2 separate regions of the Zea mays genome follow, and region 1 is linked to region 2. Evidence: chromatin contacts called from public Hi-C data. All regions are on one chromosome and are shown on one strand. The core of a region is the stretch at or near the end of the contact, and the rest is flanking DNA. Distances in the headings are between cores, read along the strand shown.

What was found. Hi-C and Micro-C count contacts between places; a contact is called where the count stands out from the background.
Region 1: a contact with region 2 is called in a Hi-C map of ear, with 1.8 times the contacts expected there. The contact joins the promoter of LOC100272691 here to the enhancer-like site in region 2. A contact is called at or near these places in 5 of 25 Hi-C or Micro-C datasets (ear, leaf, tassel and 1 more).

Annotation. Positions count from the first base shown.
Region 1 is chr7:37,614,382-37,620,029 of Zm-B73-REFERENCE-NAM-5.0, forward strand. It overlaps LOC100272691, which reads left to right and starts at 2,285. Exons shown (of 8, transcript NM_001147146.1): 1 at 2,285-2,560; 2 at 4,060-4,172; 3 at 4,290-4,351; 4 at 4,513-4,605; 5 at 5,174-5,246. The coding sequence starts at 4,112.
Region 2 is chr7:37,542,598-37,548,443 of Zm-B73-REFERENCE-NAM-5.0, forward strand. No RefSeq gene overlaps it. Among protein-coding and RNA genes, the nearest start is that of LOC103632254, 44 kb to the left of the region's middle. Within about 2 kb of position 2,019, at least 7 of the 20 cell types and tissues checked have an H3K27ac peak or open chromatin away from gene starts, as enhancers often do. A contact at or near this core is called in ear, where this site is marked.

The DNA of each region.
Region 1 (5,648 bases), core at 1,035-3,534, 72 kb after region 2:
AGACAGATGAACTGGTGAGTTGGTGCGACGGATGAACATGCTCTGGTCATAGAGTATCGTCGATCAAATGGCCGATGTATCAGTTGGACTAAAGGCATCTATAATCTAGAGTGGAACCTTCACCAAACCAATCCATCAAATGCATCACAAGAGTTTTTTTATTAATCTACAATGGCAGCTGGCGAAAGTATTATGTGGGCGAAATACTACCTGCTATGGCAATGTTTACTTTTTTTCATTGTCCGCTTTAAATATGCATCCTTCATGTTGTTTTTCATTACCCACTTTATATATGCAGCCTCATATATGCTAAAACTGAAACGAAATGTCATATTCAGGTGAAAAAAATATAATGGTTGCCTTTTGTTGACAGGGTATTCAGATGATCAAGCGTTTGCAGTTAACTTCGTTCTTGTCACCAACTTGAGCACTGGGGTTACCAAAGGAGGACGGGACATACCTGAGGTAACCGATGGAATGTCGAGATCTTCTCAAAACTGAAAAGTTAAGTAAGGACTTTGCTCTACAGATCACTATGACATTTGTTTTGCTCTGCATTTCTTTCTACATATCAAGTTTCAGCACAATACAATTCATAAAAAAGTTGGTGAGCAATTACCACGATATTTGTACTTCACATGCAAAAAGAAGAAGATAACATCATTTGCAGTTGTAGAACAAACGCGAATTCAATTCCTTATTCTGGCCCTTTGTAATTTCTGGGGTGGTTGCGCTTGCGTAGGTCAACACTATGGATATTGTTCAAGGTGTTCCAAGGGAGCTCACCGAGAAGTTGATTTGAGAATTGTTACAAGGAAACTGGTTTGGTTTGCAAGCAGAAATTCGTCAATCTGTTAAAGCAACTTCGGTGGATGGGAGAAATGGGGAAGTTATGGTTCCATAGAAAAGAAATGTGGCAGTGCCTTTGTCAATGGCATGCTGCATTTTCTCTTTTACCAATGTACGACAGACATGTTTGAAATAGTTGCAGTGGATGGCCAAGGGAACATATGGTCATCCCATGGCCAGATCGGTCTATGTATCATCTACTTGTTTTTATTGGTCAATCATAGGGGCTCCATTGTATCAGTGAATCGATTGAAGGTAGTGGTATCGTGTCCCCTGGTTTGTCCATCTAGGTTCTTGAGGACTAGACACATAAGAGTGGGTTCTGAAGCTTTGTTTGAGCCTTTGACAGCCGTTTGAAGGAACGAATGTGCATGCTGCCATGCTAGACTCGCAGAAGTGGAGTTTAGTTACGACACCTGCATCAGCCTCGTGTTATAATAATTGTTCGAAATAATAGACTTCGACATTTGTTATAATTGTTGAGTTGATTCTTGATAGCATCACTAAACAACGATCTATCCGTAGCAACGCACGGGTATATACCTAGTTATTATTTAAAAGTGTACACTCAATAAAATTGTACACTCAATAAAACCCGTGGATGACCCCGAAACCCCAATGTGTTCGGGTGCGGTTATGGAATGGCAGTGCGGATGCGATCATGGGCGAGTTTTGATAGTTTTCACGGGTGCGATCGCGGACGGGTTTTTGCTCCATCCGACTCCACCCATTGTTATCCCTACAAACTAGTCCTAAATGTTTTTTAATATACCTTTGGAACTTGGAGCAAGGCAGCAATCAAACGAATCCAACAGGAGCACAAGCTCCACCTCTTCAGTTCATCACCCTTCCTAGATTGAGCGAGCCAACCAGAGTGAAACCTCCCTGCAATGATCCCCAGGGCCACCCCACCCCCAGTGCATCCACATGCACATTGATTACACTATTACTCATCAGGCGCCTCTGAAACTCGCCGACGACGCGTATAGTTCGAAAGTGAGGAGATGTTTGGAGCTCACTGCTCATAGATCGATACTCACTGCTCATAGATCGATCGAGCTGCCTGCCAAAGCAAGAGAAGACGACGGTGACGAAGAAGGGAAGAGCAGCAGGTGGACCACGCATCACTTATCCATGGATGGAAGGGTTGAAGCAATGTCTACATAGCCGAGCCGCGAGAGGAGCAGAGGGAGGAAGGAGGAGGCTCGGCATGGGCCCGTCCGAGCGGGATCTTGGGCCCGTCCGGTCCGGTCCGGCCCACCGTGAGTGAGTCCGCGCGCGCGAGAGAGAGGGATATCACGAGCTGCAGACGCGGCCAATCAGGACCCTATCTGAATCTCCACCAATCCACCCTTATCAATCCCCTGCTCGCTATCATTCTCGCTCCCTCCCTCCCTTCCTTGGCCTTGCCACTTCCTCCGCCTCTGCCCTGCTCTGCTCAGCTTCTCACCTCCCAGCTGGGCTCCCCACCCCTCTCGCTCCCTGTTCTATCCTCTCGTTCCCTCTGCAACCTTCTCTCTCTCTAGCTTATCCCGATAATGGCTGCCTCGAGCAGCACCACCTAGCTAGCCGTGCCCGCTCCACGCAACACGTACGTACGTCCGCTGCTCGGCGTCGGTTCCGCCTCGTACAACAACCACACTTTGCATTGAGCCAGGTCGTCCAGCTTCTGAGGAGGAGCGGCAGCACGCACCTGGGCGCCGGCCCACTGGTATACACTCTTGAGCCTCCCCTTTTTTTTTCTATTTGGCGTCTCAAGCCATTTCGCTCTTCTTTCTCTGTACTGTTTTTTTTTTTGGTGCTACGACCGCGAGCACCGAGCACTGGAGATGAACACGCACCGCTCTGCTTCTCTCCCAGCGAATTGCTTACTTGCACTCTGGTGCTGCTGTGTCTGCCTGCCTGCCTGCCATTCAGAAGTCAGAACTCGTGTTCTCTAGTAGAACAGCAAGTGTGCGTGACGTTACAGTGCTACTGTTGCCGCATATACTAGCTGCTGCTGGTGGTGGTGGTGGTGCGTGAGAAGGGTGAATTCACGATGAGCACCTCTGCTAGTAGCGTGCGTGCGTCACTCAGGTGCGTGTGTGCAAAACTCTTACGAGGCCCGCCTAACCCGTCCCTGTTCAGTTCCTCCCAATAGTCTTTCTCTGCTCGGCAGTCGGCAGTCGGCAGGCGCTATCTCGGTTGCAGAAAGGCAAACGCTCTTGGTCCACAGGTTGCGCTGCTCCACATGAAAACCTTATCCGTTCATTTTTCTGCTAGTCGGCCCTTACAGAACCGACTTTCTGAATTACTCCCCCCTAAATATATATACACACACACACTTTTGTCATGCACAAGCTAAGTCAGTCAGTCATCTCTCTCACCTGGTGTGGTGGTGGTAGCTGGCGTTCCAAAAACTGTTGCCTGCTGCTCTTCACCGTACGTGTGTATTTTTTCTGGTCAGTATTCGTGGCGTGCGCCGGGCAGATACATGTAAAGATGACGACGAGTGTTTCTCTGTCTGTCACGGCTAGCTTTTACCATGAACATGGCATGGCATGGCATGGCATGCCCACACGTCAAGGACATCTCCCCAGTTTGAGTTTGACTAGCTAGCTAGCTAGTCTTCCTGTTTCTTCACGCTCGCTCTCTTCCTCAAGAACATGTGCCGCGCGCACGCACGTTTCTTCCGAATAACCGTGAGAAAACATGCACATGTAAGCTGGTGGCGTGTTACATGCATATATATTAGTATCATATCATTAGTAGCGCAGTGCGCAGCACCACCGCTTTCTTGTTGCTAACAATCATATCATCATCATGTCATTATGATGCCAACTCTCGTATATATAGCACTAATTGTGATATATAGAAGGAAGCAAAGCGAGTGCCTTTTCTTTTCGGCTGTTTGGCGGCCACGATGCTTGCTAAGCATTTTTAATCCGCTCTGAAGATAGAGAGGCGGTGTGCCGGTGTGTCGTTCCTGTTTTTTTTTATTTTTTATCAGCGACTGAAGATAGAAAGGTTGGAACACAGGCATGTTAATATAACCAAGGTGTATCTAGTGAAAGTAAATCAGATCCATGCATGATTGCACTGGTACTATTCTTGTTAATTTAAACCCAAATGCCCGACGGCCATTCTATATCTAACTGTCTGTGTGTGTGGCAAACGACCTCCAGAGCTTGTGTTGTTTAAAGTTTTGATTTTCTTGGTGCTGTTGCGCAGCTGCAGCTGGGCTGCTAGCTTGAGCTGAGCTTGCCGTTGGGCGCGCGCGTGCATGGCGCCCAAGAGCAGGCGTGGGAAGGCCAAGGGCGAGAAGAAGAAGAAAGATGAGAAAGGTGAGTGCATGCCTTTGTGATCTTCATCACTTGCTTGCTTTAGTTTCCTCTCGACCATTTGCATTGTTTAGTTTCCAGCTTACCAATCTGATTCCGTCTTGTACGTGGTTATTGTAGTTCTCCCTGTGGCCATTGACATCACTGTCAACCTCCCGGACCAGTCTCATGTCATTCTGAAGGTATGGTTTTCTGAGTCCTTGCCACACCGTTCTAGCTGTGCTCAACCTCTCGTTTCGGTTCTCTCATCTGTCCCATGAACTGAAACGCATAGCGAGAATAGAGTTATGTTCTCTATTGCAAGTCATAGGTTTGCTCAATATTTGCGTGCTTCTTTGTCCAGGGTATTTCAACGGACAGGATCATCGATGTGAGGCGGCTGCTCTGCGTCAACACCGCCACGTGTGCCATCACAAATTATTCTCTCACACATGAGGTACTACTATATGCCAATTAGTCATGGGCGCGGCAGACAGCAGCCTAACATGAAATAAATGTCTGTTTTTTTTTCAACTTGTGTTACTGTGCTAAATTAAGGGATCTCTTCATTTTTCAAGGAATTGGAATTTACTTAATAGAGTAAGTTATTTGATTTAGAATTTAACATTTCATCACTTTCCAAAGATTTGATTTAAGCCTATCCTAAATTCGGGGGTGAGAATTAATTTCATGTATCACTAATAGTTATGTTTCCTAATCTATAACTTAGAACATGTTTTTCGTATCGCTCTCCTATAATAAAAATATAGTACATAAATATCTCTTATATATGGCCAACAATAATATATAAATATATTCGGTATAAAATTATATTAGCTTAATTAATCTATGTCTAAATTATAATTACTAAAATAGAATTCAATTCTAAGGATCAAAACGGGTCTTAAGGGTAAAATGGTGTGTGAGTCACGTGTACTCTTCGCTTTCAGTCATTTTGTATATTTCTGAAATTTCTAAAATTGCGTGCAGTAATTATCCGTCTTATTTAATTTGCTTGCTTGCAGATGCGTGATGGTGCGTTGAAGGATGCCGCTGACATTGCTACACTAAAACCCTGCACTCTCACATTGGTCGAAGGTACATAGAAACCATGACGCCCTCCATTCTAGTGTCTTCTGAAAGAAATACAATCCTCACTTATGAAGAAATTACATATTTTAGTGTCGGATCAAATTTGTTTAAACGATACTAGCATTTATAATGCCAAATTGATACTACTAGATTAATCATATAATTTATTCTTATAGTAAATTTATTTGAAGATATAGAGTTTGATGCTACTTTTCATAAACTTGATTAACTTAACAAGTGCTTAACTTTTATCATGCCTAGATTTGTATCTTTTTTGGAGACGGAGATAACATCACAAATTACAAGATATTTTCAAAAAATAAATTTCACCAAGTTATTTTTTCAAAGAAAACTATACATTTAAGAAGTTATATCACAAAACTAAATTTCATGTGTTGTGTTATCACA
Region 2 (5,846 bases), core at 769-3,268:
TTGCCGGAGCCCGCGCCTCCTCTCCTCGTCGGCGCCTTCGCCTGCTCCTGCGCCCCCTTCTCCACGTCGCACCCTCGGCCTCGTGTTGCTGCCCTCGTGAGATCCGGTCACGAGCGCCCGACGTACGCCGCTGCCTCAGTCTCTCCTCGCTCAGTCGCATCACCACCGATGGAGACGGACCGAGGTGCTCTGCGAGACTCCGTGCCAAAGAGCTCCTCCTACGGCAGGTTCTTTTCCGTCTGGTTGCTGGGTTCCCTGAAGCCAGTCATGGCGATGACCACCGCCGTGACGGGCCTCGCCGTCGCAGCAACCGACCCCCTCTCCCTTCCTCCTCTCCCACTGCCCGACCGCCTCTCCCCCGCACCTCGGAGGCGCGACCGCCTCTCCCCCTACACCCCGGTGTCTGCCCAGATCTGACCACGACATTGCTCGCGGGCCTAGATCCGTCGCCGAGATCGCTCCTCGGCCTTGCTGCCGCTGCAATGGGCACGGGCGATCTCGCCGCGACACCCTCTCCCTCCGCCGCTGACTGGCCAGCAGGCCGCTCCTGCGCTTTGCAGCCCCTTGTCATCGCACTAGCCACCTCCTAATTGCTCGCGCTGACGCCCCAGCAGCGCCTCCCACTTCGAGCTTCTCCCGTCCCCAGTGCCGTCAACACCCCTTGCCAAGTCCGGCGCAGACCCCTGCCCGGCTGGACCGCCCCGCCGCCCACCCCCTTCACTGGATCCGTCGCTGCCGCGGCCTTCCCGGCCGGATCCACGTTGCTGCGACCTTTCCGGCTCAATCCGCCATCCCTTTGGTTGGATCGCATCTTCCCGGCTGGATCTATCGCTGTCGTGGCCTTCCCGGCCGAATCTGTCATTTCCCCTTCTATTCTGCCGCGGGCGCGGACACCATGACCGGCGCAGACGCGTGCGCTGCTGGCGGCCTCCCTGGCGGAGCTCCTTGACGTCCGGGTGATCGAAGAAGCAGGAAGGTCGGCCTGCCGGTGCCCTTTTGTTGTGTCGCCCCGCCGATCGTTGACGTTCGAACGTCGACCCCTCCCGAAGATCAGGCTTCTGCTGCGTGTCTTCCGACCGCGACCACCTCGACTTCGGCTACCTCGGCATCTAGGGGCTATCGTCTTCTTGGAGCACACATCGTTCTCTACTCCAGCCGCAACATTCGCACCATCACAACGCTGCGACTGCGGGGGGATTTCAACCCATCGGCTCCTACCTTCGGCCTCTACTCCAGTCTCATTGTTTGTGGTGCCCCCGTTGAGACTGCGGGGGATGTTAGACTGTGTGTGTGAGTGTGAGTGTGGGCCCGCAACCATTAGGGTTAGGGTTGAGTCTATATATTGTACCACTTCTCTATGCAATATAACATCAGTTCATCCTTCTACATTCTCAATAAACATTGCAACAGATAGCTATCTTTTGGAGTGTACTGCACATTCAACTATTCATAGCAATTCGTGTAAGGAACGAATCGACAATTCAACAAGTAATCTATAGGGAAAATCATGCACTGAACATAGAACAATTCATTTGTAAATGAATCAATTGCAACCAGAATCTCACCATTGCAGGCCTCCATGTCGACTTGCTCAACATTGAGCAGATCCTCTAGCACCCGGGCACCCGGCCATGGGAGCTTGTGGGAGGAACCACCCTACGGGGCATCGATTCAACACCAGATTGATCCAACTGTCCCTCCGGGCAATGTGCCTCCGGATCCAGCCTTCCTGGGGCAAACTGAGAAAAAGGGATGAGTTGCGGCCGGTGCTGAACGGGGACGCGATGGTGTACATGGCGACACGAGAGGGAGGGAGCCCCAGAGCACTCATGCAAGGATGGTGAGGACGACAGGCACAGGAGCGGCGCGCCGGCGCGAGGATAACAGGGCAAAGGATGGCAGGGCGCGGGAGCTGCACGGGCGTCCAGGGAGGGGAGCGAGCGTGAGGGCAGGAGGGCGTGCTGGACTGCTGGTGAAGAAATAGGCGCGTGAAGTGGAGCACGCACAGTCGAGCGGGAGCAAGGAGATGGCGTGGCGGGCGGGATCATCAAAGATGCCTAGCGACCTCAACGGAACGAGCGGGATAGTGAAGAGAGGGAGGAGAGTTTGTTATACCGGGTTTTTTACCATTGTTTTTCCGATACTAATCGGTTTAGCTAGATTTGGCTTGTTTGGGTAATATTAGATTGGAGTGGATTGAGGTGGTATAAGGTGTATTGAAGTGTAATATGAACTAATTTATCTTTCAATACCTAAAATACACTTCAATCCACTTTAGTCCCTCCTTATCCAAACAAGGCATATGGTGTGTTTGGTTACGATAATAAAGTGGGATAAAAGGGTATCTTAACTAAAGTTGTTTGGTTACAATGATAAAGTGAGATGAACCGATTTTTTAAATAAGATTGTTCGATTTAAGATTAGAATAGAGATAGGATCATTCCAGTACCATCTCCAACGGTCCGTCAAGATGGGACGATAGAGAACACAAGCAGATGTGGTTGTCCCCGTCTATCTTGCAACCAAACACACCTTAAAGTTGCTCCTAGAGATCTTGCTTGCCAGTGGCACATCTAGGATTTGGAGGATGGGTATCTGAAATTGCTAAGATGTAATTTTGTTAACCATATTAAGTATAACTATATGATACATATAATGTAGTAATATATTCATAAAAACAATTCTATAGCATATGTGTCATATATATCAAACAAAACCAAGTTTTAGTTAAGCATATGTTGGGGTCTATCTTCGAAGATCCTTAAAAACCCCTTGTTATGAAATATATTTCAGGTATTATGCAAAGCAGAAGCGAAGCTATCCTTCGAAGAAGTGGTCTAAGAACTGGAAAGGAGAAGCTTCATAGCACCAGTCATGAAGGTGTACTACGAAGGAAGAAGCTTCGGCTCAAAAAAGTACTAGCACACGAAGCAAAGGTTTCAACATATGAAGTAAAGAAGAAGGTTCGGAAGGCTTATTCAGGGAGAGAGAAGTAGAAAAGACAATATTGCCCCTGTGAAACTTATAAATCATGCTAGTAAGATTCATGGGCACATTTGTAATTTCATATGAAGTTGTACCGCACCGCTATAAATAGAGTAATAGTGACATGCATTTGGGAGCTAGCTGGAGCTCGGAACACTGATCCGCTCCGCCTCCGAAGATACCTTTGAGTTCTCATTCACGGAAGTCAAGGGTAAAATTGTAATTGTTGTTGCGTTGCAAGGGTAAAAGCTGATGCTACAACAGTGAAGGATCGATGAGACAGTTAGAGGGGGGTGAATGAGAGCCACTAAAAATTCTCTTTCGAGAACATCACCGTAGCTATGATCTCAATTTTCACACGAATCCCAAGACATGAATGAAACGGTGTAACATAGTAATATTCAGTCCAGTCGAGTGAATATATGTTATCACCGTAATTTAACCAGACCAGAAGTGGGCCACAACCTAAATGGGCTTCAAGGAGCAATTGAGGAAAGTCTGAAATTGGCCCATGTGCGGGTATTTCCCGGCCAAATCAGATGTGTATCTAGTAGGTTAGTTTAGAGGATAAGCTTAGAGATTGGAAGATAGTGTCTGACCTGGACGCATTAGGGTTAGTAGAGAGTGTGAGTCCCTGGACTATAAATATGTACCCTAGTTCACTCATTAGGGTAATCATAAATCTTCATAGGTTTGCGACCACAAGCTTTGGTGCACCGTCGCCCCCGTTCTCATGGTTTTCTATAGGTAAGTGTCATGCCACCCTGATCGTGTCACACGATCAGCCCCTGATCGTGTCACACGATCAGGGTGTTGTTGTTCTTATTCATTTACATCTATGCTTTTCTCGTACTAAAGCGTTTTTATGGTGAGAAGCACTAGTTATCGTAGGCATTTATGGAGTATTATCGGTAGTTCCACCGTGTACATACGTTGTTTGTCGACTGTGAATGCATAGCCGTCTTCGTGCACGTTCTCTAGTGCGAGGGCAACGCCTTGCTCCGTTCCACCCAGTAGATCTGATCCATCACGGTTTGTCCTTTTTCACCAAGGATGTACTTAATATTTGCATAATTAGGCCTTGTACACGGGTTGGATGTTCCTATAACGTACCGGATGCCTTGCGTTAGCTCGAGCAAGGATTGTTACAGGGATTGTCTCTCGCTAGTTTTTAGGCCTCTGATCTGGTTGGCGCTCTATCATCTGTCACGCCTGCTAGGCCCAATTACGCGCAGGATGTTCCGATTATGCAGTGAAAGCTTTAACTATAGTGGTTTGGATTCGCTAGGTGTGAGCGAGGTAGGGTTTCAAATGCCATCGACTCTGTGTGCCTCTAATATGTGCACCCGACCCGATCCCAGGGAACAATTGGCTTCTTATAGCCGATATGACTCGTGGAGCCGAACACGGCTTGGACTGACGTTTGCATGTGACTATTTGTGCAGGAAACCAACTCGGAGCACATCGACACCTTACTGACCAGGTGGCATGCCAGGTGAATTTCAAAGCCAGGTCATGTGCCAAGAACCGGACCGTTGATCAAGGGGCTGAAGCCCACCAGCCGCTCCAGAGGCATCCCAACTCCTCGTGTTGCATGTCGTCTCTCGCCGATGGGTTTCGAGGGACAACACATTCTGGCACGCCTGGTGGGACAATCTGAGAGCCCATAGAGGGGGCGAATAGGTGATCCTACAAAAAACAACTCTAAACAACACAAACTTGGTTTATAATGAATGTTAGTGAAAGCTAAAACCAAGTTGGTATGAGTAGAGATGGAGGAGAGGAGAACTCTTCCATTGATTGCTCCTTTGAGATGTGTATCAAACATAGGAGCAATACACAAGTGAAATATGAGAATTCTTAGAAGACAATAATCACAATAAAGTAAATAGACAAAAGACAAGGTGATTTTATCACGTGCTTCAGCCAATGCCTACTCCATGTTGTGGTGACCACTTGAGTGCCAATGTTTTCTTCCTTATATCAAATCCCCTTTTGAGGAATCTCCACAAGTTGGAGTCTCTCACACCTTACACAAATGATCTTAATCAAAACCAAAGTAAATAGGGAGTAGAACCACACACAAGAACTCAATCACAGCAACAACACGCACACAAATCAAGAAGAGAGCGTAAGAATCAAAACAGTGGAGTCACTGCTCAAGAATGCACTCAAATCTCTATCTAATGAAACAACAACATAGTCGTGGAGTCTCGAAGTTGTAGTATGCTCAAAGTATGTTTGTGTACAGCTCCATGGCACCTAGGGGTCCTTTTATAGCCCCAAGGGACCAAGGAGTCGTTTGATCTTCATTTGGAAAGCCTTGGTTTTCTTCTGTCAGTGGGTGCACTGGAATGTCCGGTGCACACCGGACACAGCATAATCACTGATTCCCTTCCTTAATAAGCCAAGATGATCATTGCCAGTCGTGGGTCACTTGGCACAACGGACACTCCGATGGTGCATCGAACAGTCCGGTATAACCTGGCAACCGTTGGCCAGGCAGACGTGGCCCGCGCGGATTGCGTGGCCGATCGTTGGCCAAACGCGCGACTGACACATTGGACAGTCCGGTGAATTATAGTCGTGGTGACTCAGCGATTTCCCGAGATTGACCTGTTCGCTGGTCGAACAGTTTGGGCACCGGACACTGTTCGGTGCACACCAGACAGCTGGACAGTCTCGTGCACACCATATAGTCCGGTGTTCCCAGACTGGCACAAGTTTGGCTAATCTTAGCCACCATTTCTCCAAAATAGTTCGACTTGAGAAGTTTCCTAGCACTTAGATAAACATAGTTAGCAACTAAAACAATTTACTAAGTGCTAGAATCATACATTGTTCCTTTAATGTAATAGGAT